Linked DNA regions of Mus musculus: all the other regions are linked to region 2. A link is a contact called in public Hi-C data. All regions are on one chromosome and are shown on one strand. Each heading gives the region's core, a stretch centred on a gene start, on an enhancer-like site or on the middle of the called end of the contact. The rest is flanking DNA. Distances are from core to core; before and after follow the strand shown.

What was found. Hi-C and Micro-C count contacts between places; a contact is called where the count stands out from the background.
Region 1: a Hi-C map of cerebellum shows a contact between it and region 2, with 5 times the contacts expected there. The contact joins two enhancer-like sites. A contact is called at or near these places in 10 of 484 Hi-C or Micro-C datasets (cerebellar granule neurons, cerebellum, nephron progenitors and 2 more) and 3 of 115 datasets of contacts at active chromatin or transcription factors (differentiating embryonic stem cells, embryonic hindbrain and neural tube).
Region 3: a contact with region 2 is called in a Hi-C map of cerebellum, with 2.2 times the contacts expected there. The contact joins two enhancer-like sites. A contact is called at or near these places in 3 of 484 Hi-C or Micro-C datasets (cerebellar granule neurons and cerebellum).

The regions. Positions count from the first base shown.
Region 1 is chr11:18,008,489-18,013,154 of GRCm38.p6, forward strand. No RefSeq gene overlaps it. Among named protein-coding and RNA genes, the nearest start is that of Gm31505, 11 kb to the left of the region's middle. Within about 2 kb of position 2,798, at least 35 of the 459 cell types and tissues checked have an H3K27ac peak or open chromatin away from gene starts, as enhancers often do. A contact at or near this core is called in cerebellar granule neurons and cerebellum, where this site is marked.
Region 2 is chr11:18,751,840-18,756,238 of GRCm38.p6, forward strand. The region is part of intron 1 of Gm31674 (a long non-coding RNA gene); the gene reads left to right. It overlaps Gm28401 (a long non-coding RNA gene), which reads right to left. Exons shown (of 2, transcript XR_872259.2): 2 at 3,658-4,399. Among named protein-coding and RNA genes, the nearest start is that of Gm31674, 6.0 kb to the left of the region's middle. Within about 2 kb of position 3,037, at least 20 of the 459 cell types and tissues checked have an H3K27ac peak or open chromatin away from gene starts, as enhancers often do. A contact at or near this core is called in cerebellar granule neurons and cerebellum, where this site is marked.
Region 3 is chr11:17,767,108-17,771,715 of GRCm38.p6, forward strand. No RefSeq gene overlaps it. Among named protein-coding and RNA genes, the nearest start is that of Etaa1, 180 kb to the right of the region's middle. Within about 2 kb of position 1,559, at least 8 of the 459 cell types and tissues checked have an H3K27ac peak or open chromatin away from gene starts, as enhancers often do. A contact at or near this core is called in cerebellar granule neurons and cerebellum, where this site is marked.

The DNA.
Region 1 (4,666 bases), core at 1,548-4,047, 740 kb before region 2:
TGCTGGATGCTCTGCTGGATTCCAGGGAGAAGAAACAAAATAGGAAGAGACTGATTTGCCTCTTCCGGGCCTTTTCTCCTTCCTACTCTTTAATAAACACCCATGGATATACCAGAACTTAAGAAACTGTCACTAAGAGCTGAACAGGTTCCCTTTGCCAGGAGAACAGATGACAGCATCCTTCTGTTACTGAGCCAGTACTGAAATAAAGAGTACACATAGAGGGACTCATGGCTCCTTGGGACATCAATGAGAGGAGAGGCTCTTGGTCCTGTGAAGGATCAATGCCCCAGTGTAGGGGAATGCCAGGACAGGGAAGCAGGAGTAGGTGGGTTAGTGAGCAGGGGGAGGGGGAATTGGATAGTGGGGTTTTCAGAGGGAAATGAGGAAAGAGAATAACATTTGAAATGCAAATAAAGAAAATATCTAATAAAAGAAAAAATATATATATAGAGAGAGAACCAAAAACCAAAAGAAAAAAAAAACCCAAAACACAAAACAAACCAAAAAAAAAAAAAAAACCAAAAAAAAAACCAAAAAAACAAAGAGAAAGCTGGGAAGTACATTAGCATTTCAGGCTGCCATTACCACAGGGCTTCCCTGAACTCAGGCACCTACAGAAAGGCAGCCAGAGGGCAAAGGTCAGGGCCAAGAGGTAGGGAAGAAAATGTTTTCGTTTTTTCTTTAACTACAAGATGGGATGGATGATGGACACATTGGGTTGGGGGAGTTGGAGTCGCTGCCTTCATTTCTAGGTGCCTAAGTTTACCTCTTTCTATCACTCTAAGATAGAATATTACAATATTTAATTTACAATATTGAGTTTACAATTTACGATACTTGCGTATTACATATTTGAAACACATTGACTTAGGAGTACTCATTAGCTTCAGCTGACTAATTCAGATAACTTAAATTTAGGACAAGGTCCGTCATTTAGTCTTTATTTGTTCTTTTTATGTCTTTGGCTATTTTGCCTGCATGTGTCTGTGTATCACTAGCATTGCTGGTACCCATGGAGGCCAGAAGAGGACCCTGCATTTCTTGGAACTAGAGCTATTGGATGGTTGTGAGCTACCATGTGGGTGCTGGGGATCGAACCCAGGTCCTCTGCAGGTCAGCAAGTGTTCTTTACCATTAAGCCATCACTTCACCTCTTACCCTGAAAGCACAGAGGTCAGCTTGTTTGCTGATTTGTTCCTAGTTGCAAATGTGACACGAAGAATTCGATGGAGGACTTTTCCCCTCCTTTTCTCGAATTTTCTTCTTCTGTAATTTCAAAAACATGTCAAGTAAATCATTTGTCTAATATCCTAAATTACGGCAAAATGGCTAAAGATAGGAACATTTTGGACTTGTAAAATTTTTACGTTAAAGTGAAGGTATGAAAACCTGTCAAAGTAATTTTGTTCTATCTAGTCAGTAGAAAGTGTTTGGAAACTTGGACTGCATTTTCTTTACCCTCTTCCAGGTTTCTCTGCATAGATTCTTGGTTTTTCATCAAGAGAAGCTTTAGTCATGTTAATTCACCTCTGTACAACCTGTTTTCTGTCTGATTTTTTTTTTTTTAATGCCCCAGTCACTGGCTCCAGAGCAGCAGTAGGCATCGGTCTCTTTGATTCTCTGTGGTATTTTCCCCAGGATTTCTTCCCACATTGCTGTACAGTAAGATTTCTATTTTATTGAAGAATTACCTACTTTTAGCAACAAAGAAATGATTATCATTACTCTGTAAAAGCAGTAGTGCTAAGAATATTTCTAAGCAAAACGCTATAGAAAAAGCAAACAGTATAAAGTAGCTCTTTCTATTCTCTGACAGACCATGAGTTCAAAAAAAAAAATCTTGTTCTTCCCCAAGTTATATTTTAAAGGGGTTAAGCAATCATTCAGATAATCGGACTTCATTGCTTTGAAATTTTATCAAAGTGTCCTCAATCCTTGAGCTGATATCCAGGTCCATTTTGCCAATCGGATAAAGCCTCTTAGATCTTTTTCCTAGAGGCATGAGTGGTTAACTTGATCTTATTGTGCTTCGAAAGAGTCTGTGCTACGCATCATTTTTCATAAGTGCGATTTGTTGTGTTAGGAAAACTCCAGAGAGACTCCTTGTTAGAATGGATTTTGGCTGCCAAGGGCACATTGCTACTAGAACCTCCTTTGTTTTATAGTGAATGAGTTTTAGAAATGTTCTCTGCTTAACCATAAGAGAAACAGAGCAAGGTGAGGGGGAAATTAGCATATGGGGAAATAAAGACTTTATTTCTCAGATTTGGGATGATTTTAAAAGCAGAAGATCAGGGAAGCTAGGCTTGGTGGTGCATACCTTTAATCCTAGCACGCTAAGGTAGAGGCAGAAGCAGGGGGATCTCTGAGAGTTCTCATCTATTTAAGAAATTCCAGGTCAACCAGAGCTAGGAAGTGAAGCCCTGTCTTTAAATAAACAAGGGTGGGCGGGGGGGGGGGAACTGAAAAAAAAAAAGATAAGAGGAAACTATTAACAAAGACCAGCCCTAAGAAAATTCCTTATTTGGAAGCATTGCTTTCATTAAGACTCTTATTCTTCCCCCTCCCCCTTACGTCTCCTTCTCTCCTCCTCCTCCTTACTGCCCCTCCCTCTCGACCCATCCTTAGAAGGTAAAAGGTTTGAAGACAGCTGCCTCCTTTTATTTTACCTTTGTAAAGGCCAGCGATCCCAAGCGCCCACTTGTATCCAGACCAAGACTCACAGCCTTTGCCTGGAAAGAGCACTAGGTGGTGCCCATTTACTTTGCAGTGGAAAGGGGATTCCCCAGGGGAGCAACTCTGGGGAAACTCATCCGGCCCCAGCCTCCTCAGTCAGTGAGAAGTCCTCCTCTAAGAGGTGGTCAGGAGAATGAATGGTGTCCTGTTTTTTTCTCACTTCCTTAAAGCATACCGGACTTGCCCTTTTAGGACACAGCTTTCGTTTAGAGAGAGTGTGTGTTTGCAAATGTGGGGGTGGGAGTAGAGGGGCCTCAAACATCCCCTTTGGAATGAGAAGAGGAATAAAGGCTGCGCCCTCCATCTGTGTGCATAAACAGCACAGCCCGAGTCTCTTGCCAAGACTGCGGTCCTGCCAGATCATCTGGGCATCACGGTGCACATGCTCGCCTTATTTTTCTGCTTTGCCTATAATAAAGCCGTAAAAAATCGAAGAAAGGTGACTCTTAAATTCTACTTTGCATCTTCACAACAATAATTCTTTGTCAAATTAAATCCTGTTAATTTGAAGATTCTGCATCCCAGTGTTAATTTCCACGCCTACTCCTTGATGGGGTGGCTTTCTACTGCTGGGCTTATTCCTTAAAAAATAAAATCTTCTTAGGCTTGCTGAACAGCTTGTTGCTTTGTTTTCAAGGAGAGTAGGTAACTGGCTAAAATGATGTGTTCTCTGTTTTCCTGTTTTCCCCACTCAAGGGGCTGTCAGATCTGTTTTAAAATGTAGAAACACTTGGAAGTTTTCTTTTTTCTTTGTAAAGATCTGTAGCAACTGGCATAATCATGTTAATTGTCACAAAAATGGGAATAAGAGACAATTCATGTAGAAATATATAAAATATTCATCTTTCTGTGACTCTAGTCCCAAAGTTGAGCTGAGTGGAGCTAAGCCCTCCATGTGTTTTTGTTTTGCTTTAAAGAAGGCAAGACAAATGGTTGTCTCAACATCTGACTAGACTCTTCTAGCAAAACCTGGATTCTGTCACGATGAGGGGAGAATAAGACGTAGTTTCAAGAAGTTAAACTAAGGGCAAAGTTTTCTGAAGCCATGAGAACCACTTCTGAGCTCTTGCTGCCGGGTCATATGTCATGGTATGTGGCAGCTGACTGCTCATTAATTCTATTTATATCAGTGTGAGAACCCACCCCACTGAGTACGCATGTGTTAAAATATTCATAAATTATGTTTATTTAGAACAAATATACAATAAATGCCAAAATAAGAGCATTATTTAACCACCAAACTAGCCGACTACTAAATAAGCAAGGCTTTTCACTGCCAATATGGTACAGTGCACTTTGTTAGACTGTCCTATCCAGTATTTCCTTGAGAATGCTCACCTTTTGTTTTCTCAATTCCACAAAGGAAATAGGTTTCACTGAAAGGAATAGAGTTGGGAAACAAAGGATGCTCTGCTACTGAAGAGCAATAATAAATTTGACTAGAGCAAATGAGAAATGCACTTTAGCAATCTAAAATCCAAGAAAGTGTTCACTAATTCATGCACACTTGGACTGAATCGGGCAGTGTTTCCTGAAAACAAATCAAGTTAAGCAGACCAGATGAACTCTTGATAAAGTTGGCTGAAAAAAAAAATAGAAATTTTAATTATATATATTTTTCTCAAAATAAAGAATGGCTAAAAACAAATTTACATCACTGTGAACTGAATTAAAAAATCAGAACCACGACTGCAGCCTGAATTTTCAAAGTTAGTGCTCTGTAGTGAGACACCCCCGAACAATGCTCACTTAAAAGATGCTGTGAGGCTGACATGGTAGAGGTGTTTTTTCTCTCGGCAAGCTTCCTGAGCAGATAGCCAGCACAGTTGAAAAATGTGAATTCCTTGTTCAAATTCCAAAGCTGTGCTAGATAAAAATACATCGTCTAATTTATCCACTTCATCATATTCTACATCAGCACCATGAA
Region 2 (4,399 bases), core at 1,787-4,286:
AAGACTGAACTACATTCCCTGATGCCCTCCTACCAAAGGGTGCACAGCTAGAGAGTGGCGGCAGCCTCTTTGCTTTCCACCCTGGATTTAAATTTTCAAGCCTTATTAAAATAGTTTCATTATGACACTCAATGTAACGCAAGCAGGTGGCACTGATATTTCCTTAAATAGATGGAAACTTCTCTTCATATCCCACATCATATGAAATATTTCAAGTGGAAAAAAGCCAGCAAAATTCTATGTTGTATATATATTCTCATATTTCCATCTATATCTTAAAGAAGTGAAGGAAGGACAGATTTGTTTTTCAGAGAGCATATCACATATCCCATTTTCTCAAGCTTAAATCTAAACTAGCACCCCAGACTCCCCTTCGAGTCTCAAAGTCATTATACTGCTGTTTGGCCCCAGGTTGCCACCAAATATGACATGATAATAATTTGGGCTTCCCTTTTCAACTTCCCTTCTGTAGCCCTTGAACCAATCTTAATTCATTAACATATTGAATTTTTTCAATTTTCCATTTTCTTGCAATAACAATATTAATGCCAGGGTGAAAGCTTGATTGGAGCTAAATTACTTGTTACCTGCTGGCATTTATTTATATGGCATTGAATTATAAAGCTTTGCTATTGTCATGCCTTGGACGAATTGTTTATGACGCCAGTAATAGGAGTAATTGTTATTGTTGAAATTACCTGTCAGCTACCCATAGCAGTGGCCCTTGTCCCACTGACAAATAGTGACAAGGGAGAGGCATCCTCCCTGCGTCCCCCTGATGGCTTCTCCTCTGATAATAAGAAGTGCAGGGCCTCTGATAATTTGCCTGTCACTGTTGAGTGCAGCTCAGAGAGAGTTGGCCAAATTGTTGTCATTCACTTTGACAAAGACAGCAAAGTGCCCCTGTGCAGACAGAGGATTATCAAAATAAATGAAATCACTCACACCCCTTTGTTTGTTTGCCTCAAGAATTGCCTGGCTTTGGATGAGGCTGTGAAATCAGTGTCCGGTGCTTATGGATATACCTCTGTTCACTCTGGAAGGAGGATGGATGCCAGACAAGGACAGACAAGATTGTAAGACTTGCCATTCCGTAGTTTGCATTGGCTAGTACGAAATTAATTTCAAATATTAAGGCAAAATTCTAACAAGAATTCTAAATATGTGGTCGAGTGCATTGATTTCAAATATGTGAAAATATGTAGAATTCCGTATTTTTCTCTTGAGTTCCATCCTCATCTCTCTTACTCAGTGTTGGTCTGCGCAGCATCCAGGTTCAGAAAGCTTTGTGAAATGTAAGAATTTTCCAGCTGCAGTCAAGTTTTCTTTAAAAGTTAAGAATTTTGCATTGCTGACTCTTGCAGCTTTGAAATATAATGGAGTCAAACAGTCAAATTTAGGATTATTATCTCAAATGACCAGTTTCTTTCTGTAAATTATCTTGTATTTATATACTATCTTCGTATGTAAGGAGATAAATGAAACACAGACCCACATATGAGGCATCAATTATCACAGACTTATGGAGGAAGCAAAATAGCTCTGTTATTGCCTGAGCTCAAATATAAATATTTGCATTTTAAACCCTCTTGGTTGCAGTGGGTGAGGTGAGCCTGTCATCAGAGAGGAAGGGGTTAGAGGAGGAGGGGGGTGAAGTCTGGGTGTGTCCATGGCTGAAACAAATGGATTGTAAGCTTTGTTCTTGGGGAAGAAAGAAAGAAAGAAAGAAAGAAAGAAAGAAAGAAAGAAAGAAAGAAAGAAAGAAAGAAAGAAAGAAAGAAAGAAAGAAAGAAAGAATCATTCTCACTTTTCCAAAAAAGGCAATGTTACAAGCTAGCAAAATTCTTATTTTTAAGGTACCTAGGAGGCTATTTTTCATTGATCTTTTTGACAAATACTTACTGCAAAATGAAGTCCAGAAGAAAAGGAGAAAAGGGAATGGGGCGGATGTTGAATATTGGCTTCTTAGAGGATAGTAATCAGTTGTTTATTGGTCTCTACGAGACAAGTAATGACCAACCGCAGTGTTAAGTGCCAGCCACACCGCCTTGGGCTCTTCTCTTCCTACATCAGCCATTATCTGATTAGAGAACCTTGGAGGAAGTCGTTGCTATTGCATAACTTTATGGGTCTTAACAGCGCAGGCTGGCTGGCAGAAAAACTACCTGGGAGGGTTGATAAAGCAACGGTGATTTTATTTACTCCACTTACACCTTGCTCTCAGCCCTGGCGGCTGCAGAAGAAATCTCAAATTGATCCGAATAGGAACTGTGAGGGGCATGGGCAGAGAGAGGGAATGTGATCTGTTCCTTCAAGCTTTATGGGGGTTGCACAGCTTGAAGTGATGACACTGGGAAGCAGCTCAACACTTTCGTAGGGGGTATGTATTTAAAGCAAGCAGAGCGGATTGGAGCAGTGCTAATCATATATGCAATAATACAATGACAGGAATAAAATGTGCTTCTGATCTTTAGTAAGAACGGAGGCTCCTAAAGGTACTGACTGTGTGGTTAACTGTGCTGAATGTCTCTGATTAACAAGTGGAGGCAGTGACATAATTAAGAGGTTATCTGGGCTAATAAAAATGCCCAAACCTACCCTGGAATGTGATCCTTTCACGATACAATTTTTTAAGAATGTCACATGCCCTTGCTTTCTGTTGAGACCTACCCTTAGTGATCCCAGGAGGGAAAATAAACATACGTTTTTAAATGAAGATATTTAAAATGTACCCCATATTTCAGCATGTTGCTATAACCCAGTCTTTTTTATGCTCCTCCTATAAAACCTAAATTAAGCCTCTTAGGAGTGATTTTGCTGCAGGTTCCCTTGAAAAACACAATACATTTTAAATACTTGGACCTGAGCGCACAGTAACATGTAATCACCACCGAATAGTCTCCTTTCCCTCTGTCAAATAGCAGCTTTCTTAAGACGAATTCCTCAAAAGGCAGCTTCATTGGAAATGTAAACTTTCCGCAAATATCAATTGTTCGTGTAGCATGTGGATGAAGTGACTGGCTGAGGCTCCTCCCCCGCCCCCTTCCATTTTAAAACACCCATCAGTGTCAAAGGCAACTGCACATGTCCCTTTTGCTCCTCTAGATAAAGCTGAGAAATGTTAAGAAAAAAAAATGTCAGAAAGCACTCAGTGGATTACAGGCTGGTTTCTGCTGCTTGCCCAGAGAGGATGGCAGGGCAGCCGGGACAGAGGGATCCTGAAAGCTATGCTTTTGTGAGGTGCTCGCTCTGCACACTGTGAAAGATTTGGTGCTATATTTGACAGTTTACTACCTCCTGTTGTTTGTTTTAAATGTAGTCATTCTTTAATATCTCTTCCATGTGCATCTGTTAGATTAAACAATAATGTATTCTTCTACTCTGGCATGTTTCTTTACCCATGTGCTGTGTAGAAATGCATTTCGGTCTCTCCCAAGCACTTTCTGTTTCTTTCTAAAATCCTTGAGACATTCATTCCAAGAGAAAGCAGAGAAAATGCAGAGCTCACACACACTGAAATTCACCAAACTGATCAGTCCTTCGCCCCTTAAATAAACTGTGTGTATAGCTCTGGGGCTTTCCAGACAGTTCATTTATATTGTTAAAAGACATTTACATTCATTTTGTGTATTAAAGAAATAAATAACTGGCTAAGGCTTACAATTTGTTTCGTTCTATTTTTCTGAAGAATATTTAACAATCACAAAACAGAAAATAACAGGAAGATATTTGTCATATTCCAACTGTGCTTAAAACTTAATTGCTTAAACAGAAAATATATTACAAATTCAGTTCTAGATACCACCCTAGAAATAGCAAGGTTCATTCTACAGAAACAAGGTAAAAACTCTACTGATTTTAAATATAAACTTTTCCAAAACAGGTTACAAATGAATTTAGACAAATTTGGCTCTTAACCTTTAAAGATTTCCTGCCCATTTCTGTGTGTCTTTTATTACATTAATTTTTTATTTAAATTACACCATTATCTGGATATGAATTTATCAAGAATACATGTATTGATTTATAAAATAGTACCATTAATTATTATAATAGCTAGATGTGGCTGATATTACAAAGCCATTTAAAGGTTTTTAATATAACTTGGACATACATAGATAGATAGGCACTATGGACAAGACCACAATTTAAACTGGCTACCAGCAGTTAATGAAAGCTTAGATTTATATTCTAGTTTAGAGATTGATCATACTGTTGCTTTGTAAAACTATTTACATCATGCCATTTTTCAAAGAATGTCTCAATAAAAAAGCTAAATAAAACATTCAGTCAATTCCCAAAGCAGATTTTGTTTTCTATATCTTAAGTGCTTAGTGAAAATAATTGATAGTGTGTGTTCCATGCTTTGTCATTTCCATTCCAGGGTGACTTTCCTGGG
Region 3 (4,608 bases), core at 309-2,808, 990 kb before region 2:
TGTAGAGAAGGGAAAGGTAAGGGATGCGAGAGCCTGAAGGTTTTCTTTGAAACTGTGTAGGGATGATTGGAAATCATCCATTAAATGCTTGTTGAGTATAATGCCCATGTAGAACATGTGACAGTTATAGGGAGAAACCTAATGACTTACAGGTAATATAGACTTCCACAGAAGAAAACTTAATTCAGACCCTAATTATTTATACTATGTATGTAAATCATTTAGCAACTTTAAATTTTATTATTATTATTATTTATATGAGTGTGTTTGTGTATGATGTGTATAGGAGTACAGATGCACACATGGTGAGTATGTGTTTTTGTATGATATATGTATATGAGTAAAGGTGAGCACATGCTGAGTATGTGTGAATGTTATGTTTGTGTCAGTATAGATGCATACATGCTGAATGTGTGTTTGTGTATGAAATGTACATGTGAGTACAGATGCACATATGTTGAGGTACATTTGTAGAGATCAGAGAACAACCTTAGAAGGTGAACTCACTCCTTCCGTGGAGGGCCCTTGAGATCTAACTCATGTCAGACTTAGGCAGTATGTGCTGTCCTTGTGCATGTCCATGTCTTTCAGTTACAAGGACATGGCTACTGAGTCATCTTGCTGTCCCTTTACTAACTTTTCAATGTTTAATGAATATGCGAAAGCACCAACAAAGTTTTCAAAAGCACACCTTTGTGTTCAACTACCATACCAAGAGACAAGTATTTACCACAACCTGAAAGACCAGTTCTCCCTCTTATAACTAGAAACTTAATGAAGAATAACCATGAGGCTGTTATTCCTTTCATGTTGCATGGAAAACAACCCACTGAGTGATCCTGCAAAGTCACCTTTTCTCCTGTTTGCTTATGCTTCCTACTGAAGTAGGAAATCAAATCGGTACTATGGCACATTTGATTATGGGAAAATGAAAAGAAGGAAATAAAATTCAAAGCAACAAAGCAAAGATTTAAGTTAGCATTACTGTCTAATAATTGAGATACTGGGAGACACTCAATAAGCACACCAGCATTGTTGAAATGATTTAACATTCAAATAGTTGACTGTAAAATATGATCGATGCAGGTGTCATCATTGATCTTTCTTGGGCCTCACTGCTGAAGAATGGGGTTGTAAGATGATCTCAACAAACAATCCTTGACAGAACAGCAAAGGCAACAAGGCACAGGGACAGACAGCTGACAAATGCAGTATGGGGCCATTAAAGCATGTGATGAATTTGCCAGGAAAGTATATATTTGTGCAAGAGGTAAGCTTATATCTCCCATAAATTTGTCAGCTTTGACACAGTGCTCTCTGCTTGGCATGAGTAATGCCTTGCTATTTGCTGCCTTTGTCTGCCAAAAGCTCTATCAGTCATTCCAGGCTTATTTACAAAGAAACATGTCTATCAGTTACAAGGACATGACTTTGCTGTTAAAGATAACAAAAGAGGAAATCAAGCAATGGCCTCTCAGCAAGGGAGGTTTCTTCTCCAGACAAGCTCTGGACTGGAATGAATCAGATGGACAGCAATTGGCCAGGTTGGCCCTGTGCCTAGCATGACCAGCTTCAGTGCATTTATCCACTCTGATTAGATTAGGAATTATTAATAGTGGACTACAGAGTAGAGCAAAGGGTCATTTAGAGTTTAATTCTGTTCTCAGATAACTTCATTTAGGCTGATGGGATTGTTATTGTAGGGGTTTTATATGTTTATAGGAAACAATATACTCAATAATGAAGTCCTGCCTCCTTCTGCAAGGTCAGGAAAGCTATTGTGTAGCTAGATTGAAGTCTTCACAATTGTGTTAATTAAGTAACAGTGATTGGACTTGGCCTACTCTTGAAACAAATTTAAGCAACTAAAAGCTGTTGAGTATGTATTCTTTCAATATAAATATATAGTAAACCATGAGAGACTAGAAAGCAGCCCGTGACTGAGTAAACAGACGAGCTGACACTAAGCTTTTACTTAAGGAAGGCAGGAGCCTGGTTGGCAGATGTGACTTCTTGGCACATGAATACAAATATCTTGTCAGTTTAGGGTTAAATGTAATAGGTTCCCTATTTCTTTCCTTGGTTCCAGATTAACGTCCAAACACAAGGCTACAGGGTTCATACTGGTGGCATGTCATGTCTTATCAGTGACTCATCTCTCCAGCAGGCTTAGCTCAAGGCAGATGGTCAGTGTGTATAGAGAGGCACATAAACGTCCATGTATTTGATCTTTTGTAACAGAGTAAGGATGTTAGTGATGGGGAACTTAGTTCTTTCCTACACAAATTTCACTGGTTTAGGCTGCTTGTGAGTTGGATGCAGAAATGTGTGGAAGATAGTAGCATTGCTGTTTGTCCCAAGTTCAAAGACAGCAATTTGTTATAAGACTGTGTGGAAAATCACAGAAGATTTTGGGGCCCTATCTAAGGCTTCTATGCCTCTTTATTCAGTCCATACACAGGGACAGCCCATGAGAAAAAACTCGTGTGAAATGTTGTACCTGATCATCTTTCTAACCCTTCTCAGATTTTCCTCCATGCAGAAGAACAACACACTGAGGCACAATCTGCTTTCTCGAGTAGAAGGAGTATTGCAGGGAGATGTCTTCATTAACACAAGCTTTGAAAATACTTCTAATCCTACTAGTGATTCTCCCCTAGGAGTGGTTTTGCACCCCCCCCCGTTCAAAGACTGGATTTTGTTGTTGTTGTTGTTGATGGTGCTGATTTTTGTTTGTTTGTTTTGGTGGTGTTGTTTGTCATATCAATTGGTATCTTGTAGATGGAAATCAGGGATGCTGCTAGATTTCCTATAGGATTCAAGACAGACACCCACAAAGAGTTATCTAGTCTAAAATGACAGTGGTATGAAATATCATCAGAGAACTGCTTTGAAGAGCCTTCAATCAGCAAGACTGACTCTTTTATGGACGTTACTTTTTTCAGAGAATGGGCAGCATAGAGTTTCTATATACAAAAAGATTTTGGAAGTATAAAAATAAGAAAGCATATTAGAATTTGAAAAACAAGGTACTTCTTATAAATGTTCTTATTTCAATGAAATCTTTGGAGACATGGATTTTTGCCTTTTCTTGTAACGTTTTTCACATCTTTATGAAGAGGCATAATAAGACTTGAAAGCATATATGAAATATGTACGAGGTGGCATGATATATTAGAGAAGGGGCTGAGCTGACTTTTCAAATAGATAAATGCAATCCAGCCAATGACTAAACATGAGCTTGATCAGGTTATTGAGCCCACTGGGGGCTTTGCTCACCATTTCTGGCCAGACATTCTGACTGAGAGGGTGGATATCATTGGCCATTTCTTATTCTTAGACAACAGTGAGAGCTGAGGCAGCAGTTGCCTTTATTTATTGTAGGTGCTCCTAGGTGACCCTTCACTTATGTCTTCAGTTTGAGTCATTCTGATTTCATATGTGGGTTGGTATAACATTGTCTTATATGATGTTTTATGAATATATTATATATATGTATATAATATGCATATGTGGGCATATATTGCAAGATGCTGCCTTCCTGTCTGTTTAAACCATGGCTTTATTCATGTCCCTCATCACAAATTCTTCAGTGATTTCCCTTTGCCTCTAAGAATCACGTATTTGGTATGATAAAGAAGTCCCTTTCTGAGCTTCTCAAGAATATTTTCCCGTTTTGTCCCAAGTATTTGCTCTAACTGCATCTTTATTGCCCCCATTACATTAATTTATTGATAGTCGTCTTCATGATGGCATACACCAGGCTACAGGCACAACAACCTTCACTGCTGCATTAGGCTACAAACTTGTGGTACAACTGTAAGGTCATTTGGGGCACTCCAATTGACTACTGAAGACAATGGGTCCTGAGAGCCTTCTAAGCTTAAATGAGCTTCTCAAACTGTGGCATGGATTTAAAAACAACTATCTATATTACTGCATTGCTAAGTGGAGATGGGATTTTTCATTTATTTTCTATCTTGTTTGCTTTGTTTATTTTCTTTAGTAGGCTTGGTCACAGACACAATATGTGGTTTTACAGTTGTGGGTGCATCAGAGTATTCTCTTGAAACTGAGGAGATGGCTCACTTGGTAAAGCTCCCACCAAACCAACATGAGGGCTTATGTTCAGATCATAAATATAGTGCTACATGCCTATAATCCAAAAATTATGTGAAAAGGGGGATTCAGGGAGATATATTCCACAGGATCGTTGGCCCATCATCCTAAGTACTTGATAAGCTTCAGAGTAAATGAGATACTCTGTCTCAGAAACTAAAGATAGAGATAGAATCAAGACAACTAGTATTTACCTCTGAGCTTTACACGTGCACATATATGTGTTAACAAAAACATAACACCACCCATATGTGTGTGTGTGTGTATACATCATTTCATCTTTTCCTTTCTAACATCAGAATATATAGAATTAATGTTTCCTAGTTGCTGCTTACGGTATAACTTTCATCTTGTGTTGCCTGTAACAGTTATTTCCTGTTATCTTTTTTCTTAGATTTCCAAAGTCTCACCCTAGAATCTCTATGCAAATTCACTTCAGGATTTCCAAGTTTCAACTATGGTTAAGTTTTTACATAAATGGAGTCACCA